3 separate regions of the Mus musculus genome follow, and regions 1 and 2 are each linked to region 3. Evidence: chromatin contacts called from public Micro-C and promoter capture Hi-C data. All regions are on one chromosome and are shown on one strand. The core of a region is the stretch at or near the end of the contact, and the rest is flanking DNA. Distances in the headings are between cores, read along the strand shown.

What was found. Promoter capture Hi-C pulls out the DNA fragments that hold promoters and counts their contacts. Hi-C and Micro-C count contacts between places; a contact is called where the count stands out from the background.
Region 1: a Micro-C map of embryonic stem cells shows a contact between it and region 3, with 2.3 times the contacts expected there. The contact joins the promoter of Ppp2r2c here to the promoter of Crmp1 in region 3. A contact is called at or near these places in 8 of 39 promoter capture datasets (the 3T3-L1 cell line, the C10 cell line, embryonic stem cells and 3 more), 5 of 484 Hi-C or Micro-C datasets (all in embryonic stem cells) and 1 of 115 datasets of contacts at active chromatin or transcription factors (embryonic stem cells).
Region 2: a promoter capture Hi-C map of embryonic stem cells shows a contact between it and region 3, with 2.4 times the contacts expected there. The contact joins the promoter of Mrfap1 here to the promoter of Crmp1 in region 3. A contact is called at or near these places in 3 of 39 promoter capture datasets (embryonic stem cells, neural stem cells and stem cell-derived epiblast-like cells) and 1 of 484 Hi-C or Micro-C datasets (embryonic stem cells).

Annotation. Positions count from the first base shown.
Region 1 is chr5:36,866,124-36,870,021 of GRCm38.p6, forward strand. It overlaps Ppp2r2c (protein phosphatase 2, regulatory subunit B, gamma), which reads left to right and starts at 2,387. Exons shown (of 9, transcript NM_172994.3): 1 at 2,387-2,767. The coding sequence starts at 2,698. Gm52812 (a long non-coding RNA gene) reads right to left here and starts at 1,730. Exons shown (of 2, transcript XR_003955898.1): 1 at 1,481-1,730; 2 at 1-307.
Region 2 is chr5:36,794,492-36,798,117 of GRCm38.p6, forward strand. Mrfap1 (Morf4 family associated protein 1) reads right to left here and starts at 2,263. Exons shown (of 2, transcript NM_026242.3): 1 at 1,712-2,263; 2 at 376-1,453. The coding sequence starts at 2,102. The coding sequence ends at 1,725.
Region 3 is chr5:37,239,669-37,243,550 of GRCm38.p6, forward strand. It overlaps Crmp1 (collapsin response mediator protein 1), which reads left to right and starts at 2,390. Exons shown (of 14, transcript NM_001136058.2): 1 at 2,390-2,857. The coding sequence starts at 2,477.

The DNA.
Region 1 (3,898 bases), core at 1,137-3,636, 370 kb before region 3:
TATGGGGACATGTTTGCCCAGTAGGGGCACAGTGGCATTCATGGTGAAATGCAGGAAGGCAGAAGTCTGTGGAGAGAGTATGCGGGGCTCATGCTTCTTCCAGGGGCAGCGATGGACATGCACAGGAGTAAAAGAGAGGCAATGGGTTCCGTGCTGAGGGCTACAGGTGTTCGGTCAGACTGAGAGTCAGGGAGTGTTGTAGTGGACCATCCTTCAAGCTAAGCTCGCCCACCATCAGGAGGCCAGCTTGGCCTGCTCGCTCTCAAAGCATCATCCCTCCAGGGCTGCTTGACTGATGACTTTCCTCCTGGAATGAAGGGTGGGAGAGTTCTAGGACCCTCCCCCGTGTATCCAACTGCCACTCCCAATTGGCTATATTCAATTCTACTCCAGTTTTGTATGGCTTAAAGGGAAGGGGGCTTCTCAGGGAAAGGCTAGAGTATATAGGTAAGGTAGGACTAAGGAATGGGTCTCCACCATCTCTGCTGGGTGCAGACCTTCCAGTGTGGTTGCTTTAAGGTCATCCATACCCCTCACTCGTTGCTCGACGAGCAAGCCTAATACATGCAATGGTTCTCGGGTGAACGTTGGTGGACTCCAGCTTTTTGTCATTGGGTCCTTGTGGGGTAGGATGGGAATGTTGCCTAATCCCCCCAGGGCAAAAATTCTCCCAGCACTGAGCCAGTGCTGGTGAGCCCTGAGGAAAATAGGATATTGCAGGTGCAGAAGGGCTGATGACAGCTTGCAATCCATGGGATCTGGGATCCTCAGCACAGCTCAGAGCCACGACTGCGGCATTCGGTCACGGCAGGCTGTCTTCTGTGTGGTCCAGGGCATTCAGGCAAGTAAAGGTAGCCAGACAGACAAGAGCATGGATGTGGGTATCCCTTCAAGACCAGGGATGGGACACAGGGAGGGTGCTGCTCATCAGATAGTAAGAGGAGGAGAGGCTGCAGAGGGGCATGCTGGGTAAGGATGTGAGGTGGGTAAGCAGAGCAGGTGTTAGGAAGGGAGAACGTGCCAGGGCAGGGGGAGACCATGTAGTTGCCATTCACCTTCCCTTGGGGAGTGAGCTTGTTTGGGTGTTTTGTCCCTGAATCTAAACCCAGGTAGGGAAGTAGGTAATGGTGGCCTGCTCCGTGATAGAGAAGTCCAGGCTGGGGCAAGCTCCAGATCTCAGGGGGTTTAGCCTTCCTCTGCTCCCTCCCCAGACTCCCTGCAGGACTCTGGGGTTACTTGCTACTCCTTGCAGTCCTCAGTAGGCCTTTCTGTGGAATCAGCCCTAGCTCTGGAAGCCCTCATTCTCCAGCAGGAAACCAGAGTCCCTTTAACCCACCCTCTCCCTTCCAACATCCTCTGGACTGTACTGGGGAGGTGCCTGGGGCCCCCAAGGCTAGCTCTGAAGTGGGAGCAGCCTCGGTACCCCCTCTCCCCAAGCTGTGCCTAACGCCTTGAATTCTGGGCTACTCTCCCTGCTTACCTCATTGCCTAGCCTCTCCCAAAGGAGGCTGAAGCTGCACTCCTGTCGCTGCAGAACGTTCTGAGAACCCAGGAAGGTGGAGGATCAACACTCCCAAGGCCCATGCTCCAAACTCCTCAAGGTAGGAGTCAGTAGAAGGGGGTGGCTGCTTGGTTAAAGAGGTGAGCACACCCCGCTCCCGCTGCAGCTGCCCCGCCTCCCTCTGCCTGGCTCATGTGGGATGCTGGAAGTACCTGGATGAGTATGGGAGGAAGGGAGGAAAAGGGGGAGGAACAGAAGAAGGAAGCAAGGAGATATGTACTGAAAAGGAAGAAAAGGGAGGGGGAGCAAGGAAGTACTGAAAGGTGAGGGAGGGAAGGAAGAGGAAAAGGGAGAGGAAGAAAGGAGAACTAGAAGGGAGGAAGATGAGAGGCAGGGAGGAAGCCCTTCCTTGGCAGAGAGGCTCTAAGGAGCAAACACAGCCAAACAGCCTCTGTGCTCCCATACAGGTGCCTGAATAGAAACGTGGACAGGACAGAGGGTAACTCACCCCCAGACGAATTATCCAGCTCTGCCTTATGGGGTGCTGACCTTCTGTCCCCAAAGGCGTTCTGGGTGGGGCGCCCTCCCTCTGCCCCCGCAATTGTCAGAAAAACCCCGTCTTTTCCTTAATAAAGGGCCGCGATATCCTCGCGCTCCCGACACCCCTAAGTCTCTCCTCCAACCGCCTTGTCCCTTATTGCAACACCTGGCCACCAAGGTGGCCTCAACTCTAGATAGGTGTCCCTGGTTCCGGAGGTGACCGCTGTGGCGGGGCTCGGCTCATCAGCTCCACCTGCGCGGTGGCTGCACGGCCGGGGGCGGAGAGGCGTGCAGCGGAGGGAGGGGCCTGCGACACGGCCCCGCCACGGCGCAGCCCGGCTCAGCGCCGCGCGCGTCCCCTCGCCGCCGCCACCGCCAGGCGCCCGGACGCAGCGCGAACGGAGCGGCCGGGATGCGCGCCCGAGCCCCGGCCCGCCCCACGCTGCGGCCGCCGCCTGCCCGCCTTACGCTCGCCTGAGCGCGGCGCCCGCCCGCCCATCCCCGACCACCCGACCGCGATGCCCGCCCTCCCGGGCCCCGGCGGCCCGAGACCCTGCTAGGCTGCGGCGGCATGGCCCGCGCGCCCGGCGCGACCTCTGTGGATTGCATCGGTGTGCGGCGGCGGGGCATGCCCAGGGCACCGGGCGCGGCCTTCAATGGGCGAGGACACGGACACGCGGAAAATTAACCACAGCTTCCTGCGGGACCACAGCTATGTGACAGAAGGTAACGTACGTGTTGTCTGAGACCCCCTCCGGCCGGCCGCGGCGTGGGGATGCCGTCGCACCGAATGCCCTCCGAAGGTTTGGACCGCGCGCTGTGTGTCGTGTCCCCCCCCACCCCCACCCCGACCCCGGGCCGGGAGGGAGGGAACCCGGGGGCTTCGGCCGCTGCCCAGCGCCCTCCTCCGTGCTGCCCTCGGGACCGCATCTGTCCTTCCCCCGCCGGGTGGCATTGGATCGGGCCCTGACTATCATTTACAAAGCCCAAGGCTGCAGCAGATCTGGCGTGGAAATCTCCAGGACCTGGAAAGGCTTAAAAATCCTTCATTTGCCCTTTCAGCGGGGCCAAAGCTCGCAGAAATTTCTAGATTGCCCACTCCCTGGAGAGGGACCCAGGAGGGAAAAATTCCATTGCCAGATCCTCTAGGGTTCAGCTGCCCTGGCACCTCCCTGGCCTCCTGAGGCAGTTCCCCTGCGTGGGAGGGGGAAGGAGGCTCGTAGGAGCTACTGTTTTATTCCTAGGTAGTGCTACTCAGACAGGAGCTGGGCCAGACCTTCATGGTTTTCCGGAAAAGTGGGGCATCCTACCTCAAACAGGTTCTGCGTTTAAAACCCCCTAAGTTGGCCCTGTGCGTCAGCCCCCACCAAAGGCTGGTGGGATTCAGAGGATCAGTGTCCTTTGCTAATGTGACGGTAACTTCCGGAGTCCCCAGGCCCTGACTGGCCACAGGAACGGTGGGGACAGCTCCAGAGCTCAGCCAGGGGCCGCAGAAGTGAATAGGCTGCAGTGAGGGAGTACCAGACCTAGCCACAGTAGCCCGCCTGCACACGGGTGCTGGTGAGCTTCCCGGGCAGCGTAGGCGCCTCTTTCCCGGGGCTGTGGGCCTAGTTGGGAGGGTGTCCATGGTTTAAGCAGGTGGCTGACCCGGTGGGAGGGGCCCTGGCGCTGAGTCCCGGGGGCTGGCGCGCGTGGGTGCCTGCTCCAAGGATCCTGCGTGGGCATGGCCTCCCCAGTGCCGAGCTCCGCCGGAAATGAGGCGGGCGCGGCGACTCCCGGCGGGCGCGCGGACCCCGGAGGCAGAGGCTAGGTGTGCGACCCGGGCGTGCGGATGCTGATGCTGAGAGCTGGGCTCCG
Region 2 (3,626 bases), core at 1,013-3,512, 450 kb before region 3:
CTGCAGTTCCCTCAGCAGACACAAGAATTCTAAGATGTCTAGGGTGGGGTGTCCTTAAAAGGGAGGGCCCTAGACTTTGGCCACCTAGGAATGAGATGATGGCCACACAGGGTCAATCCCAGCAGTTGGGGACCCAGCCCTTCTTGTCTGAAGGGAGTCAATACATTGTTGCTGTTGTATCATCAAGACTGGTAAAGAACAGGAGTCAAGTAAAAGGCAAGTAAAAGGACTGGTCTCAGAGGCTAAGACTGTGGACTTGCTACTAGGAATCAAGACTTTCCTATTCTCACGTTTCCTACAGCAGTCGAAATCCCCTTCTGCTTACCCAGACTCCCAAAACTGGAGAATGTTCATTTAAACTAAACACAGGCCACTGAAGGAAGACTTCACTTAATATTTCTTAGTAACTCTCCGGGCTGATCTTTTCAAGCAAACGAATACTTTTATTAACATGTAAGATTTTGTTTTCAACATGGTAAGGGTTTTGACCTCAAACGCTTATCAGGTCTGCCACTCATACATTTATAGTTCGACTACATATGAACCTTTAAGACGCCTCTTCTTTTAAGTTTTGGGTCCATTGCAGGTTTTCCTTCCTAGGCCACACAGGGTATTGCAAGGATCTTTCATTTTATGGCCAGGATCTCCTCGAATATATGGGGATACCAACTTGTACAGACTAACAAGACCTCTTCTCCCATCCGAGGTTCCATTTCTTTTAGAAATGAGTTAGGCTGTCCCAACAAACTCACCAGGCAGGTTACAATAGATAGTGTAGCACATAAAATTTAAATTTTGCACAAAATACATCTCTCCTCCTTTGGTCTCACACAGAAATTAAAGTCCCCCAATAGAAACAATACTATCCTCCGACCCTTCTCCCAGGTCATCAGTCCTAGCCATGTAAGGCCCATCCACTGTCCCGGATGAAGTCTGGTCTCTTCTGCCATTGCTGCATGGAGTCTTCGAGAATTAACACAGCTCCTTCAGAACTTTCAGAGGCGGTGAGCTTCAACTCTGAGTCTCAAGTGTCACAGAGATTCAAAGTTCAGGGAGCTATCAGGTCACCCAAGAAAGAGCAAAGCACCTCAAAATTTAGGAACAACAACCAAAGGCCAGGAATGAACGTTATTCAACTGCCACAGGGCTTACAATCTAGGCCCTAATTCCCGTATGTGAGCGCATTTTCCAAATCAAAGTTATTTCCCCCAAACAAACAAAAAAAAGGAACCACCGAATAATCAAAAACTCATATCGAGGTCGTCAACCGCAGACCATAGCAGAAACGTAGTGTCAGTGAGAAACAGAGGGAAGACAGAGGGGAAAAGAAAAAAAAATAAGAAGGAGATAAAAAAAAAAAAAAAGGAAAACAAAAGGCTCTCTGGTTTCAGCTTCTCCAGGGTGTCATGTCAGCCAATCGCCATCACTCAACCAGAATCCATTGGCTGGAAACCTAAGGCACGGGCGGGAGAGATTCATCACCGAGAGGTTAATCACGCTGTCCGGACAGCAAAGCAAATACCCGGCCCCCTTCTGGACGCTGTCTCACTTAGGGCCCCATGCTCTCCAGCACCATCTGGAAACTTCCACGGTCTCCCCGCCGACGATTTGCTATTACTCCTTCCCCAGGGGGGGCCTAGTTTACTCCCGAGGCGACAAGCCAGCCTCCTCCCCCACCGTCGCCCACGCCCCGCCAGGCTCCCGCCCTTACCGCGGCCGGCTCCTCACGAAGACTCGCTCTTCTCTATCCGCCGCACGAGCTGCACCAGCATCTCGGCCATCTTCGCCATCTCCTGCGCCTTCTCGTCGGCCTTCTCCGCCCGGGGGCCGCGGGGCTCGGCGCCGCCGGCACCCTGCAGGTGGTTGAGGGCGCTCTCCTCGGAGGCCTCGACCTGCGTCTTGATCTGGATCAGCATATTGTCCATCTCCCACAGCTTGCCCCGGTTGCGCGCCGGCGCGCGCCCGCGCTCGCGCGTCAGCGACGCGATGTCCTCGCGCATCTCGTGGATGACGGGCAGCAGAAACTGCTCGAAGTCCTCCTCGGGCTCCAGCACCTCCACCTCCTCGGGCTCCGCCAGCTCCACCGCGTCCAGGGGCCGCATCGCCGCTGCTCTGCTCGTCTGCACGACCCTCACGGACGGAGCTCGGGCCGAGTCCTCAAAACTTCCGCCGCCGGTCCAACTTTCCGCCTCGGAGAAGCCACGGAGACGAGTGACTGCCGAGCGGGCGAGCGACGAACAAAATGGAGTCTCAACCGTCAACCAGCGCTCGGCGCTTTGCGACCCCTTTCACGACACCTCCGCGCCCCCTCTTTACGGCCGCGCTGAAAGGGGCGGGCGCGCTCGCGTCCACGAAGGGGCGGGGCGAGCGCCTCTGCGGCCGCGCGCTGACATTAGGTCGGCCTCCCTTTCGCAGCTTTTGCAGCTGCTCTGGGTGATGCGAAGTTCGTCCCTTCCTGTATCTTATTCCGATTTTATTTATTTACTTTTTGAAACAGGACCTCACGCTGTAGCCAAGGCTGGCCTGGAACTCAATTATTTGGCTTAAACTGATCTTGAACTCTAGGCAGTCCTCTTGCCGTAGCTTCCCGTGTCGCAGGTGTGAGCCACCGCACCCGACAAGTTTACTTTTAAAAAAGAAAAAGAGCCCGCCTTTAATTCCAGCACCTGGGAGGTAGAGGCGGCAGGCAGACCGATCCTTGAGTTTGAGGTCATCCTGGTGTACATAGTGAGTTCAGTACATAGACCCTGTTTCAAAACAAATCAAAACCACCAAACAAACAACAACAACAACAACAAAAACAGTTTTTCGAAACTGGGGAAAGAGGAATCTTGGAAAGCCATGTGTGGACAGTCATCCTGCTCATAGCTCCGCCCCTTTGGTTAGTTTAAGTGAATTATCATATCTTGATTGACGGAGTGGCTGGGTGTGTTTTTACCTGACAGAGCTCCTGGCTTCCTAAGGTGAAACTATTGTCTGATGCTTTCTGAGGCCCCAGGTCACATTCAGTTGGTGATCACTTGCTGTGGAAAGGACAGAAGTTGGCTCAGACGACTACATTTGCGTAACTGTTACTCAACCAACACTGAACTTTAAGGGGAGATGCCGAATTCTTAGTCTACGATCAGACAGTACTTTCTCAGGAATCTAAACTATGTATCTCACTGGTTTTCTAACCACAAGTCGTGAAACCATTTTGCAAAAACCAACCATAGGCATATATAAAGTGCATATCTTTAATTGGACTCTACACTCAGTGGCTTTTGTTTAAAAATAATCCAGGGTAAGAACATGAATAAGCAAATGGTTCAGAGGACAATGGGATACTGTTGCACACTGCATCAGGATACTTAGACTGCAGAACCCTGACATGGGGAAAGGCTGGTATACATTGATCCCAGGAAATTCTCTTCTTTCTCTCCCTCTCGCTACTACTCTCCCTTCCCCTCCCTCACCCTCTCACTCTGCCCCTCCCTCCCGTCTTAATTGGTGGGAATGTGATCTCTATGGCTAAGACAGCTTCTACTGTACAACCCAGCAAATTAGTTGAACCCATGAATCCACCCAAAACCCTGCACATGGATTGTACCCATTAGTGATTCCCTCTGAGTTACCAATAATGTATC
Region 3 (3,882 bases), core at 1,140-3,639:
TGGTACATGGGTGTTAACAACTGAATTCAGGTCCTCTGCAAGGCAGCAGGTGCTTTTAATTACTAAGTCATCTCTCTGGGCCTGGGATTTTTAAAAAAGCAATAAGGCTTCTATCACTATTGGCAGGTCTAGAGAGAGACTGTGTCCCCAAATTGTTGACTGTAGCATGGAGTAGAAAGCTTGAGCTTTGAAAGTCCTGTCTAACTCAGATATATGGAGTCTCTGTTATCTTTGTTGTTGTTGATACAGGGTCTCACTGTGTAACTCTGATTGGCCTGAAGCTCATTATGCAGACCAGGATGGCCTCAAACTCACAGACATATGCTTGTCTCCTGAGTGCTAGGAATAAAGGTGTACATGACTACACCCAGCTACCTATGCTATATGGATATAATCACCATTAATCCTTGTGAGGCTCTGGAATAAACCCACTGTGGACCTCAGCATCAGCTTTTCTAGCACAGGACATGTTGTGGATTGTATTTCAGAGTTTTCAATTAAAGATTGAGGACGGTTGCAGTGTAGTTCTTCTTATTTCAAGAGGAATGCCTGGGTGAACTGAATCTTCATGGGATGTAGGAACAAGCGGATAGAAGAGCCAGGGTATGGGTGAGGTGGGTGGAAGACCATGCACTTAATTAGAATAGACACTGAGGACAAGGACTTTGTACTTTCCTGTGTGCTCAGCATTAGCCCCTGTGTGCAAGTATAGATAAAGGGGGGAGGGAAGGAACTTTCCAACTGACCACTGACACTGGATAATCATGAGGTCTCAGGTAGACAGGAGCAGCCACATGAAATGGAATGGAGAGGTAGCTGTTTGCTTCTCCTGCTTCCTCAACCCAACAGCAGAAGCGTCCTGCTTGCAGCGCAGACTGGCTAAATCACAGAGGGAGCGTGAGGTGTCAGCTGATGTCGCAGATCCTCCTATGTGGCAGAGTCCTCTGGTTAAGGTCTCAACAGTCACGTTTACTGTCTGTCTGGAGTTCTCCAAGGTTGGCTACAGACTTCTCTGACCTTTGGTGGGGTGCTGAAAGGACAGCTCCTAGCCCGGGGAAGCTAACTGAAGGGACAGATGCTGAATCGGCTTCCTACTGTTCCCCAGCAATCCTGATTGCCAGTTTGGACTTGTCTGCCTAGGGGGCTGGCAGCTTGTGAGCCTTCCATCCAGAGAGCACAGCTGAGATTCCTGGGTCCCCAGGGAATCTCATAACCCCTATGCTAGAAAGTCATAAATAAATGAGGGGATCCCAAGTCTCCATACTTCTTCCTGGTTAAAGAAGCCCCTCAAGTCTAGACATTAAGCTCCAGGCATAGTTGGAGTGGGCTGTATTCAGGATGTGGGAGCTGCCCATAGATGGAGGCTATCGTCTGGGTCATTGCCTACTGCCTGTGTGTCTATCCCTGCATATTTGTTTCCTAAGTGTTCTGTTCAAGAGTTCTTCCTTCCCTCGTGTCTGGTAGGGATGTGCACGAATTCCCTATCAGCAGTCTACAGGCCTGTGTGTGAAGGAGCCTTTGTGAGGTTGCTTTTGGTAGTGGTGTGGAAATTCTTTACCCTGAGATGTTGTTGGGCTGTGTATCCAGCACGAGTGTGAGTCATTGGTTCAGTGACAAGTGTCTGGGAGTGTAATGCTAACATGACCTCCTTGCTATGGGATAGGAACCTCTGTTCCTGAGTGCTGCAGGCTGCATTCTCTATCATACCTTTTAGAAGCTGGCCCTTGACACCAGGGATTTCATTCTACTCTTAGTCCTGTGCCCAGCACCTACACTAGTGCCAGATCCTATCAGGCAATCAGTGTAGTAGTGTCGAGTGAGCCAATGGGGAGTTGGATGTGTATGCCTCTGACTGTGCATCTAAGATCATTTAATTTTTGTATGATTTTTGGTGGTGCGTGGGGTTGCCTGACAGGGAATCTCTGGTGTGCGCGCGCGAGCGTGTGTGAGCGTGTGCGTGTGTATCTATGGTGTGCTAGCTGTCTGGAGGGAGCGCGGAGGTACCTGATTTGGGTGTATGTACCATGTACAGACATGCTGATGTCTGTGCAACTCTTGTTTGTGAGGTGAAGCTTAACCGTGTGTACGTGCGTGTGTGTATGTGTGTTGTGCACCCGCGCACCGCCCCCACCCCGTCTCTGCCCGCGCCCTGCGCTCCTTCTAGAGGCGGAGAGCCGGGTGCGTGGAGGGCACTGCGGCTCGGCCGCCCGCCCTCCGCGCTGCGGCTACTGCACGTCACCATCCTCCCCGCCCCGGCCGCTGTCCCCGCCTCCACGGTCCTTTGTAGCTGGCAGTGGCGCTGGTCTTGGTCACCGTAGGCTCCGCCCCGCCCCGGCCACGCCCCTCGCGGGCCACGCCCCGGCCCTTCCTCCCTCCCTCTTTGCCCGACCGCAGTCGCGCTTGGGCCGCCGCGGGCCCGCACCGAGGCGCTCAGCGCGGAGCCAGCGGTGGCGAGAGCTGACCGCCGGAGACGGGGATGGCGGAGCGGCGGCGCGCGTGGAACACGGAGGACGACCTGCCGGTGTACCTGGCGCGGCCAGGCAGCGCGGCGCAGACCCCGCGCCAGAAGTACGGCGGCATGTTCGCCGCCGTGGAGGGCGCCTACGAGAACAAGACCATCGACTTCGACGCCTACAGCGTGGGCCGCCGCGGCTCCGCGCGCACACCACGCAGCGCTGGCCGGCCCGACGCCGTGGGCCTGCCGTGCCCCGGCGGCAGCGAAGACACGGCCAGTGATGTGAGCGAGCCCTCGGGCTCTGCTGTCAGTTCGCCAGGCGATCGCGATGACAGACCGCCAGCGTTGCGCATCCGATGTCCTGCGCCCCGCGACCTGCCACTCGGCCGGGACAATGGCCAGGTACCCTCGGGGCACGTGGGCCGGACGTGGGGGGCGGGGCCCTTGGAGACCCAGGGCTTGGGTGGCGCGAGGGCGAGTGTGGGGGCCCCGCTGCCACCAGGTTCTGGGGGACTGCTACGGCCCCTCCCCCACATCATCCTACAAGAGGTTCAGAGAGGTTGTAGGATAGGCCAGGGTTGGCCAGCATAGCCTCAGAAAGCCAAGCCAGGTTCTGAGAGGGGAAGTAAGTTGCTGCAGCTGCCGCTAAGGGACCTGTAAGGTGAATTTAAGCCTCGTTCACCTTCTGGGGTTCTGTGAAAAGGTGAGCATTCTCTGTCTTCTTCCATCTATCTATCCGCTCACCCAGTGATCGTGGACGCTTAGGCTGCACTTGGCTCTGGGAGAGGTTCACGGAATGACTCTGTTCATACAGCTGCTCCCGCCCCTCCCTGGGGGGACGATGTGGTTAAGGGTTCAGATGCTGGGCAGTAAGAAATCATCCAGGACACTCCTGGATGTGTAAATTGGAGGCGAACCCGGGATTTGAACCCAGGCGTATGGACTCCCCGACTTCCGAAAGTGAGGAGGGACCTCAGGAAAAGACATGACCAGGGCTTGGGCTTTAGAGATTTTCTTCCCTAAGTTGGAATTTACCAGGGAATACGGATGGTCAGACAGAAGAGTCCTGGACAGGGTGGGTGAGGTCAGAGCCACGTGTCTGGGAAACAGAAGTTGGAGCAGCTCTGGGAAGCTGTCCCTTGAGCTCTGGGCTGGGCTGGCTCGGCAGCCTGGCCCCACCCTCCAGAAGTTCCCTGGCTGGGGAGAGAGAGCTGTGGACTCATTTCAAGAATTAAGTTCAATCAGGTCGAGAGTGATCAATAAATGCTTGCTATGGAGTTTTATCATCATTCTCGGTTTAATTAATTAATTCGCCCTTTCCGTTAACACTATGAGAAAGTGAACCCAGAGGAAGAGTTTGAACAGGACTGTAATCTGGACAGGCGTTTTGAAGAAAATGGGCTGGTCTGAGGGCGGTGTTCTTGCTT